2 separate regions of the Gasterosteus aculeatus genome follow, and region 2 is linked to region 1. Evidence: chromatin contacts called from public Hi-C data. All regions are on one chromosome and are shown on one strand. Each heading gives the region's core, a stretch centred on a gene start, on an enhancer-like site or on the middle of the called end of the contact. The rest is flanking DNA. Distances are from core to core; before and after follow the strand shown.

What was found. Hi-C and Micro-C count contacts between places; a contact is called where the count stands out from the background.
Region 2: a Hi-C map of tail fin shows a contact between it and region 1, with 3 times the contacts expected there. The contact joins the promoter of adcy7 here to the enhancer-like site in region 1. A contact is called at or near these places in 3 of 6 Hi-C or Micro-C datasets (skeletal muscle, tail fin and whole body).

What each region holds. Positions count from the first base shown.
Region 1 is chr12:19,560,754-19,567,917 of fGasAcu3.hap1.1, forward strand. brd7 (bromodomain containing 7) reads left to right here. Exons shown (of 17, transcript XM_078085558.1): 4 at 56-113; 5 at 280-424; 6 at 906-1,016; 7 at 1,489-1,658; 8 at 2,496-2,622; 9 at 2,895-2,970; 10 at 3,107-3,214; 11 at 3,296-3,431; 12 at 3,700-3,811; 13 at 3,928-3,975; 14 at 4,667-4,754; 15 at 5,475-5,618; 16 at 5,861-6,001; 17 at 6,362-6,545. The coding sequence ends at 6,432. adcy7 (adenylate cyclase 7) reads right to left here. Exons shown (of 26, transcript XM_040167152.2): 26 at 6,255-7,164. Among protein-coding and RNA genes, the nearest start is that of LOC120811638, 4.5 kb to the left of the region's middle. Within about 2 kb of position 4,453, at least 5 of the 9 cell types and tissues checked have open chromatin away from gene starts, as enhancers often do.
Region 2 is chr12:19,601,670-19,608,833 of fGasAcu3.hap1.1, forward strand. It overlaps adcy7 (adenylate cyclase 7), which reads right to left and starts at 3,671. Exons shown (of 26, transcript XM_040167152.2): 1 at 3,514-3,671. It overlaps tent4b (terminal nucleotidyltransferase 4B), which reads right to left. Exons shown (of 12, transcript XM_040167166.2): 8 at 7,091-7,164; 9 at 6,873-6,970; 10 at 6,488-6,699; 11 at 6,239-6,400; 12 at 3,743-6,087. The coding sequence ends at 5,935.

The DNA of each region.
Region 1 (7,164 bases), core at 3,203-5,702:
TCTATGTCTTTCATGCAAAAACGTCTCTTGATGCTTTTGTTTGTTTTTCTCGTAGAAAAGGAACAAACTCCTCTGCAGGAGGCTTTGAACCAGCTCATCAGGCAGCTCCAAAGGTGCGGCATCGGACATTTATTGGAATGACATGATTGTGTGTCAGCTGGTTGATTTAGAAGCTCCTGCTCATTCAGCAGTAGGTCGCCCCACAGTGCGTGTGATTACATCGGGGACTACTGCCCCCCCCCCCCCACCTACGGTAAAGCCAGTGTGTTTTCTCCGCAGGAAAGATCCCAGTGCTTTCTTCTCGTTTCCGGTGACGGACCTCATTGCACCCGGCTACTCTTTGGTAATCAGACAGCCGATGGACTTCAGTACGATAAAGGAGAAAGTAAAGAATGATTACTACCAGTCGTTGGACGAACTCAAGGTATGTGTCTGTTGGTATGGTTGTTGCATCCCAAGTAGGGCCACACAACAGGATAAATAATGTTATATCAACTTTGAAGTTTTCAGGATGTCAGCATTCGCAGATTAGCTGTGCCGCATTTAGACGGCTATAACTTATTTCAAAGTGTAAGATACTTATATGAATTTAACATTTTGTTTAGCGGGACTTGTGGATCTGGGCTGGCTGTAGGCAGATAACCGATTTTAAAGGCCAAAAAAATGCCTTAAAACAGCTTTCACGTGGGAGATATTGATCACGTTGGATCAGTGTCAAACTAAGAGAATCTGTGCAGATTTTAAAAGTAAATTACCAAAAAGTAGTTCAATGTTTTCCCTTGTAACCACTAGCGTGGGCCAATGCCTAATGTTTGTTGTGTTGAGGGTAATACACTCTTCAATGCAATGTCATTCACAGGAGGTGTCTTTTTGTTGCGTGCTTGACATGTTGTGCGTTGATGCAGGGCGATTTCAGGACTATGTGCGAAAACGCCATGATTTACAACAAACCTGAGACGATTTACCACAAAGCAGCAAGGAAACTGTTACACTCCGGAATGAAGATCTTGAACCAGGTATGAAACTTGTTGGTCATTCAGACCATTACATACAGTGAAGTTGTCGACAGGTTGCGTTATAAAAAACAAGAATAATCTTGTTTTACAGTACCTTCTTGGTTTGATGCTTGAAGTGTTTTCAAACTCTTGTTAGTTTAGAGTCATGATTAGTTTACCTTATTATCTGTGGGGAAAGTGACAGTGACAGTGAAAGTCTCAAAGTAAAAAGAAGAGTTCTCTACTTCTCTAAACCCAGATGGTGTCTACTGCACCACACATTTAAACCATCGTCCACACAGGAAGATTTCTTTGATAGTTGCTGCAGTGACTAAGTTAAGCTACATTGCTGTTTCTATAAAGCACCAGATGGGGGCAGCAGATCACCTCCAGTTGTAGCAGTAGTACAACCAACAGGTTTATCCAGCCATTCTCTCATCTGATCCCATGGGAGCAAAAAAAAAATCGAAATTTGAAGATGTCTATCCAACAGGAAAGACTGGAGAGCCTGAAGCAGAGCATAGACTTCATGTCTGGCCTCGACCCTTCGGCCACGCTGCCGGGAAAGGCTGAGGAGCACGGGGGCACCGGCCTGGACCAGAAAGGAGAAGGAGCCTCGACCACAGGCGCCAGCGAGCGATCCCAGACACCCAGCACACCCAGGTCCTTTAAATTCATGTTTGTTAAAGTCACAGTATATGCCACTTTGGCTTAGCTGCTCCTAAGCTAGGAGTGGCCCAAGTTCAACACGAGGGAGAAATTATATTCATTGGTTCACTACTTGAATCCCCTGAATGTTGATATTTTAGCCTCTTTTGAAGTTGACTTAAGCTGGATGACGCAATTATCTCTTAAACTGCCTCAAACTACAACTTTCAGCTGTCCTTTTCAAGCTGAAATCCGTTTTACGGGAGGGTGGGGGGAACGGGGGGGTTGGATGGCGCTACAACAGGAGACACTAGGAAACGTGTCAATACAGGTTTTTTGATCTCATGGAACCCGTCGTCTGAACTGAACGCAGTTGGTTTTGTATCTGATTTGCATCTTAAGGGAAATGACTTCTTTTCACCGCTGGAGGTTGAGAATGTGAAGAATGCCTCTCAGCTTGCTGGGTCTCGTTCTCTCTCTAGGCGTTGCATCTTTCAAATGTGTGTTTTTGTGCCCAGTGCTGAAACCGCACCATTGCATTTAAGGCCGGTGTGTGCTTTTTAATGTATCCACGCTTTACCATCAGTATTACAGCAGGTTACATTTAGTTTCAAATGTTAATGACGTCCGTCAGCAAAGCGCTTCCTGCTGTATTGTCTGAGGAATGAAAGCAGAATGTAGGCGTTTAATTAACAGACGCACTTGCACAGATTTTGTTCCCGCAGTATTTTGCTGCAGTGTGAATGTTTTTTTTTTTTCTTCATTTTTCTTTTTGCAGCAGTAAAAACCTTTTCATTCAGGCGCAACGTGTCTCAGCTGTCTCGTCTTTCAATTCAAGTCCTTCATTTGCAGACAGGAAAAGGACTCCAAGGACGAGGCGGCCAAAGTAGAGAAAGAGCTTCAGGAAATACGCAAGGTCATCGCGGAGTCTGGAGGAAAGCTGTCCAACCGAGTGCTGCAGTGCGATGTGAGGAAGCAGGTTTATAAAAAAATCCCAAATCCACTTCTTACAAAATAACGACATTAAGAAAAGTAGCCAACGTTAGAGCCCCCAGTCAAGATAATATTCATACTTCTCTATCAGCCTACTGGGACATTGTTTTTTCAGACGTTCTGGTCATGGTGGTTGGTTAGTGATGGTTCAAAGATTTGTCTAATGCCCGACAAAAGTTCAACCACATAAAATCTTTTCCTGAAAGTGTTTTTTTAAAGGTGTTTTCTGCCATTGAGCCCTGTCATGTCTTTGTTTAGTTGCAGTTTGCAAGGCAAAAGCCTGATGGCTCCACCACTATGGCAGTTCTCAACCCGGCAGATCCATCAGCAGGAGGTGGGTCCATCTTGACTCACGATTGAGTGCAAACAATGTCCCAATGTGTGGACAAAAAAAGCGATCCGTAGACATCAACTTGGACATGTTTTTCAGATGCTTAGTTGGTAAGATGTCTGGGTGTTCTCTGTTACAGAGGCCGGTTACTGTCCTGTGAAACTGGGCATGATGTCCAATCGGCTGCAGAGCGGCGTGAACAGCCTGCAGGGCTTCCGGGAGGATAAACGGAACAGGATCACTCCAGGTAATACTTCTGTAACTGCTCACGGCTGATTTCAGACCCCTAGAACCCGACCGAGGAGATAACGAGCAACCCTCTCCGCAGTGTCCTACGTCAACTACGGGCCGTTCACCTCCTACGCGCCCACCTACGACTCCAGCTTCGCCAACGTCGGCAAGGAGGACTCCGACCTCGTCTACTCGCTCTACGGCGACGAGTCCGAGTCCTCGGGCTCCGACAGGTACGCGCAGCAGCAGCACCACGGCGAGCACGCTCCAGCTCCGAGGCATTCTCACTGAACGCCAACCCCGACACATTCCTTGCGGGTTACTTTCCGGAATCCTCTTATTTATTTCTCACTCTGGAGGAAGCTCAGCTTTCTGTGCTGTATGCAGCCGTCCTGCCAGTGTGCAGGCGGAGGATCAGTCGACTTCTTGTAGCTCTCGGCTAAGACTGTTTTTGACCTCTGAAGCAACAGCCGTACATGTTTTTCTCTGTGTGTTTGGCAGCTTATCAAAGTTCCTCGCCAAATCGGACGAGTACATGTACAAACTGGCGGACAACGTCCTGGATGCACTGACGAACGGCGAGCATTCAAAAGGCCTGAAGGAAGCTGAACCGGTAAGCGCCTCATGTGGTCCCTCAAACTGATGGCTGGCTTTCTTTATCTCTGGAGTTAAGAGGACGGGAATTCAGGGGTATCAATTGACCGAACGAGTTGTGCTCTGGTTTTCCAGCAGGTGGAGGAGGACACGAATACACGAGAGGACTCGGATGACATGGAGGTGAGAGTCGACACCTGGATCAACACCTCTCCCCCCCCCCCCCCCCTCCCCGAGTGATAAGCAGCGAGTGGGTGGAAATAAGCATCAAGTTCACGGAGATAAACATCCACCATCGTCCTCGCTGGACGGGATGTCCGGAGGAGCAGCGCGCGTTACCCACAATACTCTGTTTCATCTTGTTATCACGATGGCCTCTGCAGACTGATGCTACGTCAAACCAGCTGTGTCAACATCGCAGGGGCCAGCCTTCAGCTGTGCGCCATCCACACATGGAAAGAACGCCGCCCCTCCTCCCCCCCCTCAAAACACAGCGGTGCTACTCACGCAAGGCCCGCTGTCAAAGAATTTGGAGAGGCCCGTGTTTTCTTACTGTGCCCGCTGGCTGCGCGGCTGAATCGCTCCTCAGAGCAGAGGAGGAAAGCAGAGTACAGGCACACAGCGGGCCTCTGTCCTGGCTGTTTGCTGCTCTTGGCCGCTCTCCAGCACAACTCTCATCCCCCTGCGCTGGCGGGGGGGGTTTATCCGCAGCTTTTTCATTAGGTTTGATTTAAGTGCAGCGAAGAAGCAGCGCGACTAAAGAGGCTCCAAAAGGCCAACGTGTTCCCTTGAAGCGTCGGCCGTCTAGTGTGGAATCCTTTCCTCCTTCCTGACTAAACACGTCTCCCCCCCCCCCCCCCCCTGTCTCTCGTAGGTAGCGAAGCCTGAAGCGTCCAGCTGCAACAGGCTCGACCTCCTGCTCTGTGCTGCGAGACCGCAGACGGCTGAGGAGCTCTCTGGGGGTAAAACGTCTTTCTCTATGCTGCAACTGACAGATATTCATTTTCAGACTGGTCTTTATTCTACGTTGGGGTGTCTTCCAGGTTAAACAATTTAACATTTAGCAGATTTGTGTACTAACCATTTACACAGAAAATATCTAGTTCACAGTTTTGCCCAGGCAACAGTTCAAAACTTCAGTTAAGAATTAAATGAGATATGGTTTGGAACAATCGGGTAAATCTTGACATTTGCACACAACAAATGGCTCGTAGCTTTTTAAGAATCACAATGAAAACCAGGAAACTGTTCTTTTGGTGCGTCGTATTTATAATGAATCTGTAACTGCAAGAACTTGCCTCGTGACAGATCACACATGTGATGATCTGTCAAGCAGGACACAGAGTTGTGAACCTGCCTAATGCGCGTTCAGAGGAACATGGGAACAAAGCCTTTTGCCAATGAGGTCAATGGAAAAAAAGAAAGCAGCCTTCACCTCAGGCAGTTCGACGAGCCCATTTCGTATTCCATTATGCATCCTCTCAAAGCTGACCAACGACCCGCTAAAGTTTGTGCCCTCCCCCCCCTCGTGGACTCGAGACGGGCAGGTCCACATTGGGACACAGGAAGAATAGATGTTTTGTGTTCAACCAAGGAACTCTGAAGCTACCGCGAGGTAACCGGAGGAAGCACTAACGGTATGTTTGTGGACCCCCCCTCCCCCTCCCCCCGATCTGTCACAGAGGCCCTGCTCTTCCAGAGGAAATTGGACGAGACGACAAAGCTCCTGCGGGACTTGCAGGAGGCACAGAAGGAGCGGCTGAGCGCTAAGCAGGCCCCCAACATGATCTGCTTGCTGGCACCAACCGCCAAGGAGCTGGAGCTGGGTAAGAGCCCCCCACCTCCCGCCCCCTGGTTCCAGGCGTTATGCTAAGCTATGCTAACAGCAGCTGGTGGTAGATTCATATCTCTTGTGCAGACATAAAGAATGGTGTCAATCTTCTTATAATGTTCGGTGCTTAAACACAACACAGAGCTTCCTGTGCAAATAACACACTGTGAAATAGAGACTTAAACCGGAGCGAATGTCTCGGTGACGTTTTCCTTTGGGCTCCTCCTGTGTCTGCAGCGGAGAAGGTGACTGGGAACTTGGCCGAGTTGACGGGTCAGGTGGCCCCGTGTGACGTCAGCAGTGTCTATGGCATCAGGAAGGCAATGGGCATCGCTGCTCCTCCAGAGCCCCCGGGGCCCTTCATTGACCTCACCACAGGTAAATACCGACCTGTACCTGGTATCTACTTTTATAGCACATTGCTGAAGAATTCCCCTTAATAATACGCTGCTGCTGGAGATAGAGCCAACTACTTCCATTTCCTTTTTAATGTTATCTTGCTGGACATACCAAGCGTTGATAAGGTTTCCCTTTGAGCTCTGAGAACTAATCAGATTTAAACAAACGGTGCAATCAATCGACTAATCTTGGTGATCTCTGTACTTTTACTAAAAGATCGGAGGACATCCTCTGCCACTGAATAACATTTATTTTTAGTAGTAAAATGTGAACTTAACCGTACAAATACAGCAGTGTCAACGAGAACTCGGCATCCAATATACATTTCAATGTTTACAGTCCAGGAGGCGGCTGAACCCATGGAGTCCTCGTCCGGGTGTCAAGATCCAGCTCCAGTCATCACTGTATGATGAAATATCTTACCACCTTTACAGTTTCATAAGTTAAGTTTTTTTGTATGAACGGTGCTTTTTGTGTGACCTTTGTAAGCATTTCAGTCATTAAACCTCTTTTTTTATATAAACCTCGGCTCTTGGTAAACATCTTGTGACAAACTGCAGACATAGGAAAACATTTATTACATTCTGTAGCTGTACAAAACTCAACGTCACATTTGTTCACATAAAGGCCATAACGTATTTATAGTTATTATCTAACTGCAATTACAAACAAAGTGACAGTTTTAAAAGGTAAGGCCACGAGATGAATAGAGTTTCAGAGACTTCACACCCGGGCAGAGTCCAGACGTCTCCCTCATCGCAGCACTTATGCAGACAAGCAGAATATTGACTCCGACGACAGGACGTACATACAGCACATTGTGTACTTTTCAGCGGCTATCTTGTCATACAAGTAAAATCAAAACACTACACCGCCGGATCCAAGATCACACGAAGAGCAAATGTGTGGATCCGGTCACTTTTAATTGGTCAGAGAGTGAAACTACTTCTGCTGATGATGTGACGACGTCCCGGAGAGTTTTTATGTGTATTTACGTTTGTCCTCTGTACAGCCTGCTTCTGTTATTGAGTCCGCCTCACATAAGTCCTGCTCATTACACAGTAACAGAGCAGTGTGTCCATCCGCTCTGAAAACAGGAAATCCAGATGGGTTTCACATTCTGACCCCAACAGAATCCATTG
Region 2 (7,164 bases), core at 2,421-4,920, 40 kb after region 1:
TCCCCGGCGAGTGTTCGGAGGATTAGCACACTGTCCACCGAGGGGAACCTTTCGCATGTTAAGGCCCGAGGAGGAGAAACGGAAAGAGAGAGAGAGACTACATGCTACAAAGTGGATGAGAGGATGAAAGATGAGAGGGACAATGGGAGAGATGGGAGCGACGGGTGAAATCATGAGCCTTCCCGAGGGGCTCGAGGCACTCGGAGAACGTGGCCCGAGAGCGACGGAGAGCGCCCGTAACCACGGCAGTTTGGAGAAAACGGAGCCGGACAGCATTTCTCTACGCTCTTCAGCACTAAAACATTTTTTCGGAAGGTTTATTGTGAAACACACACACACAGACACACACACAAACACACCCTCCCCCAACACATTGATGCGCACACGCGGTCGTCTTTGACAAAGGTACTTGTAGAGAAGCATTTCCTGAGGCGGTTCTTCGTACTTCCTGTCACGGTCGCTGTTACTGACGAGCACATGTCGAGACCGGGTGTGTGCGCTGAATGCATGTGTGTTAGCAGCTTTGTGTGTGTGCGTTGGTGGGTGTGGGTGTGTGCATTTAGGTAAGCCGCACAAGTCAGCAGCATTGTGTTTCGCACCAGCAATGGCACACAAAAGCAAAGACATGAAGCACACTTCATGTCTTTGCTTTGTTTGAATGTCAAAATAAAGCAACAATTTGGATTTAAAGTAAACTGAACAAACGATTCCTTTCAGAGAAGAAAATGTTTAAAATTGTAACAGAAAATAAAATGTGCGTTATGAAGAGATATAACGAATAAAAATAATAGAGGCCAAAGCCTGGTAAACAAACAAGGCACGCAAGGAGGATGATGATGATTCCTAAATCAAATCCACGAATAAATCAGATTGATCTTGTCCCTGGGATTCTAAATAAATCACACTTTATATTACGGCGGTGTGACGTAACAGCGGAGGCAAATAAAATGTAGTCTGAAAAGAAGAGCGACCTTACTGACGGACCCTTGAAGGTCCCCAAACCTCACTTTGGGAACCGCCACGTTGTGCTGCCTCCACGCTCCGCTGAGGCTGCATGACGGAGGGAAAAGAACGAAGGAAAAAACAACTCCACCACCGCTTATTAAGAGACTGAGGATAGCGTCACTCCAAACAGGGTTTTCTTTTGTTTTGTTTGTGTGTGTGCGCGTGTGTGTGTGCGTGCGTGCGAGTGCACGCGCATCTACGCCGCACAACCCCTTCACAGGCCGTCCCTGTCCAGATCCATCAAACTGTGAACTGAACCTGATTACATGCAACAAGCTTCCCATCATTTCCAATCGAGCTACACCGAGGGCGTCACAATGGTTAATTGCACGCCGATTGGCAAATGGCAACCTGTGTGTCACAATCCTGATGACAGCTTCACTGTGGAAGGGCGCATGGCGTCGGCCAGCTGACCCATGACCAGGAATTTAACCCCGGCCTCTTATACTCCAAACAAATGAGCACCGGAGCTCAAAAGCAGAGCTCCGCTTTGATCTCCCGCCTGCTTTATAACCCCATGCATTTGTCATTTTTTGTATTCCAGATATTTCTGACAAACCATGTTGTGTTACTATTTGAGTCCATTTCTCACACACACACGCTTTTCTGCAACCGGTTCGCAGAAGCTGCTTAGACATGCTGCATTTTATATTTGACTTTTTTTTTTTGAGAGAGAGAACAATAATCCACGTTTGCTGCCGTCTGGAAAACAAAAGAAAATGACGGAGCTCGGTCCACATGACAGAGAACCAGCTACTGGCCCGATGAGCCACCTCCAGTTAGTAGGGCAGGACTGACAAAGGGATTAGTGATGCAATCATCCAAACGATGAAGGCCGCACACACACCCAGAAACACACGCCGTGGCAGTCATCCCTATGAAGATGACGACACTGTGGACACATTGGGCATCTTTACGTGCGCTGGTGTTGTAGCTGCAGGTGTAAACACGCATTATAGTCCTTTTTGTTTGCAAACTCCAAACGAGGAGTTCAGTCCTTTGGCCATTAAACTCCAGCAAACAGCTTTTAGTTGTCAGAGGCGCATTTTCTAGTGAGGAAAGGGCACTTTGTGCAGCGATGGAATCGCTGGTCCCCACCGGGAGAAAGCTCCCGGCCTCCTTCCATCCCGTGTTTGAACTACCCGAGGGGGAGAGTCCACTGCACGGCTCATTTAGTGAAAAGTTCCAGGCGAGGGATTTGAATGTGAGAATTGCTGTTTGAACAGGAGTTAAATGCACACACTGACCGGTAATAATATTTAGCCGACATATTATCCCCCGTGGCGATACCACATCAGAGGTGCAACAATCTGTGGTGTAATCCATCGATTTGCATTAGATCAACCAGAAACTGTAACCTCTCAGCATTTTGGTGAAGTCACGGTTGCTCAGCTAACTCCGTCCATTATAATCTCTACTCCGGTGCTCCACAACAACCAGATAAACCGACGATGACATGTGCACCGCCATAAAACTCTCAAAGGCCACTGTGCCAAACAGACGTTAATCACCCGATCCAACAGACAGCAGTCCAAAGGAATATTGTTGGTAACCGAGAGAAAATATTCAGCGCTGTGAGCAAAAGATGATTATATTCAAGCGTGTTTTAGTGTGGAGTGACAGACTAAAGCCACGCTGTGCTTGATTGTTTTCACGATACGTCTCAGAGGTCAGTGGCAAGATGTCCAGCGGTGTGCCAGCTGCAAGAAGGACCATTTCTATTGTTCAAAATGTATAGTCTCTTGTGGTTACTTTTGACAACCACACTGCCTCCAAAACGAGAAGGTAGACACACTCTGGGAGGTTCTAGTCCTGCTAAGTCCATGAGCATGATGTTCCAGGAAGATATGATCGAGATTAACAAGTTACATTTGGCTTTTTAGACAGACACGCAGAGCAGCACTTTGGCATTGCTGTCATAGTTTAATAAATATATATATATATATATATATATATATATATATATATATATATATATATGAGAGAGTTTGGCTCAGAGCAATTCTCTGACAAAAGACCCAACGAGAAACATGACTTCTAGTTGTATTTGTGTGTATGTGGTTTTCACTGCAGAGGCAGCGTGTAAACGCACCGCATCTCAGAATGGATGCAATGAACACCAACGTTCTTTCACGTGTTTTTGTTCTGCTCAATCAGGTAGAAGCTAGTTTAGTCTCGTCAAATCATGAAATAACGTCACACGGAGTCAAGTCAAATCGAGTTGAGACGATTGAAAAGCCACTGATGAACTTTGAAGTGGACTGAGAGCAGCCGGGTAAAAGGACAACTGTGGATTTTCTTTTTTTACTCCGAAATCCAAAAGGCACACAGCAGGAAAAAAAAAACGAAATTTCTTGACAGCGGTAAAAACCGCTGGGCAGACAAACCCGTCTTTTCTTTTTGTTATAAGCGAAGCAACAATTAATTTCCTTCAGCGTTTTGGGTTTCATCTTCCAAGCCATAAGCGGGCGACCTTTCCTTCCCGTTAAACAAAGTTGTAGTGCTTACCTGAGAGATTAAACGTCCCGTGGAAAAACAAAAACAAAAAAAACGAATCTGCATAAAAAGCACCGGTAGGTACAGACAAGGAGCGCGTGCTGAGGTCCGCGCGCTGCCGCTGCTGCCGCTCCGGGTGAAGAAGCCCCTCCCACTCCCCCGCCTCCCCGTCCCCTTTTATTTCCCTGCAACACTTTCCACACGCACAGCTTCCATTCAACCAGAACGACTCCAGCCGCAGTTTAATGGTACAGCTTTTTTTTTATTGCATGACTTGTAGCAGCTGCAGATAAACAACGTTTTTCCGGTGGGTACAGTGAGGGGTCGAAGGGTCTGAAGCCCCCCCGCAGTTAACAGAGATGGTCAGTGGACATTCAAATGGCACGGTTTTTTTTTTTTTACCTTCCTCCGTCTACCACAAAGACCCGCGGTCACAAACTGCATTTACAACCTGCGAACTGTGACGCTTAGAGGGGGGAGAAGCGGGGCGTCAGGTGTACTCGGCCTTCAGTTAGTGCGTGGACTTCATCAGGTGTGCTTTCGCCGTCCTCGCACGGAAGACTGAGGGCGCTCAGAGGTCAGCGGGTCGGTCCGTGGCTGCGGGCCTCAATGTGGGGAAATAAGAGCGATCAGGAAAGATGGTGGTTATTGCTGGCTACTTTGTATTGTAGTAGAGAGGATTGTGGTGTGCTTTGGTGTGGGTCTCTCTCGAGCAAGCACTCGAAAGGTTTTTTGTTGTTTTTTTTACTTCTATGTGTAGCTGCTCATCAAGTCCAAATTTCGGAATGATCGATGACAAAAACATCGCAGAGATGAAACTTCCAAATGCAGTATATTCAAGCCCAAACTCTGTGGGTTCGGACTGAGAGCAATGACTCCATCTAGCGGTTAGTGGTTGTACTGCAACGATAGAGGGGAGGTTGACATATTTAACAAGTGTTTGTTTCTATGAGTTTATAAAACAATAAAAAAAAAAATTCAGCTCCCTTTTAAGGTAAGGAGACCAGCCACATATTAAAACAATTTCGCACTGTAGGACTTGTAAAATGGTCTCAAAGTAACTTGGTCACTCAACGGTCACTGAAAAAAAACAAAAAAAAAAACAACCCAATGAAATAACACAAGGTGATAATTGTACTGTACCTGAAAATAACTGTTTGCACCAGACCCTTCTCGCAATATATGCAGCTTCAAATATAGGACTCAAAGATATGGGCTCTAATGTTAATTTTATATGTATCCATATTATGCTCATAATTAATAAAAAAATAAATACATTTAACAAATACAAATTATTTTGCAGTGGGTAAATTACCAAAGTAACTGATCATCACCCACAGTTGTATTGTTAACACATTTCTTTTTCAAGTGTAGGATTTCTCGATAAAACCAATAAGCCCCCCCTTCCCCAACCTCCCCGTATTAATTTAAACCTCCTAAAGTCCCTAAACTGGTGTGGCTGTGCTATTGAGCTGGGTGGGATTAGACTCCATCCAGTCGTCTATTAGGGCTCGCTGGAGGCTAGACGTTAACACTGTGGCGCACACAGAGAGCAACCGGAAGTAAAAGTAGATGCTGATGATTATGTTGGCAATGGGACCCCCGGACCAGCTCTTGGCTTAGGCCAAGAAAAGCTGAGGGCACACGATGTGCACGTTTACATGTCTTCGATCGGCATATCTTGTAAAAAGGTCATATGAAAACATTTTCTTTTTACTTATCTTTTTTTTTAAACTTTTTTTTGCTTATGTGTTTTTTTTGTACAAATCTTTGTATAACCTGTTGAGACATATCAAAACAGATTAAACCAACAGAAAAAAGGAATCACCCAACAACAACAACAAAATCCCATGCATAAGTTATGTCCCACTCTTACTGATTGCATTTGTATGTTACCATCTTAAGAAAATCTGTGTACATGTTTGTCTGCAGATCAACATTTTTCGATTTTGTCTTTTTCTTCTTTTTTTGGGGGATAAAATTTCTCATCCTATTTTCCAGGTATTGCTGCTGCAGTCGATTCCAGATCCCGGCCATGTCTATTCCTGAACAGCAGGAGGCGCAAGAGGCATGTTGTGTAGATGCTGGCTGCAAGAAGGAACACCCCTCCGTAAAAGAAGCCGTTGAGAAGCAAATGAGCTCCGTGAGAGCCATTGTGATTTCAGTTCAAAGTTCAAGAAATTAAACCTAATTTCCTATAACAATTCTTTTTTTGTTCTTTTTTTTTTGTCCCGCAAGAAATCGTTGCTTTGTCACCCCGAAAAGCTTCGACAGCGAGACAGATACTGTGGATGTTTTTTCTTAGAAGCCTCTTTTATCAACCTCCCGAGGCTGGAGTCCCGGCAGCACAGTCAATCAGTTGCAGACGAGGACGGGAAGAGAGAGACGGGGGGGCACCAGGGTGGGGGGAAAGAGGGGGAGGCAAAGTCACCCCTATCTGCAGAGGTCCTCCTGTGTAGAGTCTCGCACATTTTTCCTCTTCTTGCTGTTGCCCGGGTGGTGCGGCTTGTTGCTCGCTTTGGTGCTAGGGGTGGAGCTCTGCTGCCCCGGGTGGCCGCTCTTATGGTTGGCACGAGACGTCCTGGCCTGGTCGAGAGGACACGCGGGACAGAAAATAAATTTAAAAATTCAGTCCGCACAATGTCCCGCCTCGCTGTTGCGTCATCCAATTTGCGCTTCATCTTACACACGTGGTGGATGGGTTATTCAGGGATAAAAAAGTAACGCTTGTTCTAACCTTGCCACCCTTGTTGCTTCCAGACGGAGTGCTGTTCGCCTGGCTCTGTGTTCGGTTGTTATTGGCAACGGTGGACTTTTCTCTGTGGCCGCTGGAGCCCCGGCCGGACTGCCGCTGCTGCTGCTGCTGCTTAGCCGTCTTACACGGCGTGCCATCAGAGTCCTGAGGAAAGCAGCAAAACAAAAAGGTCACAGATCGGATCGTCGCCACAGTGTTTTTCACGCGGCTGTGTGTGCATGGCTGACTGACCGCGTCGCTGGAGCAGGAGGTTGTGGTTGTGGAGGAAGGCGACAGTGGAGAGGAGGAGGAGCGCAATGAGGGCGACGGAGAGGAGGAATTGGAGGAGGTTTTGCTGCGGGGGGCAGACGGTAGAACTACTACGTCATCGTCGTCGTCGTCGTCTGGAACGTTGTTGTTGCGCTCATCAAGCTGCTGGGACTCAAACAGCGTGACGTCATTTCCTGTGGAAAGAGACACGGAAGTCAACTGTGTGCAAAGTCAAACTGACGGGAGATGGAAGTGACGAGGAAACACAGATCTGTACCCTTCTGTTCACCCTTCCAAGAGTCAGAATGTAGTTTCAATAGGAATTCAAATATTCTACGAATGAAATCATACAAAAGACTTAACGTACTGTTGAGTGGCACGTCGTTCTGACTCCCCCAGTTCTTCTTGATCCATTCCCTGTACTCGTCCACTTCCTGGGTTACCCGGATTATTCGGCCGAGCACGCTACGATGGGATAGACACAAAAGGGTATGGCACTTAAATGCATATACAGGTACAGAAATCTCAACAATAAAGTGGCTCTCCATGATGCCGTGCGGCATCGGCCTCTGATCCCGATCTCACCTCTCCGCCTCGTTGTTGGGATAGTACTTGGCGATGGGTGACACGGCGTGGCTGAGCACCACGTAGGCGTAGTC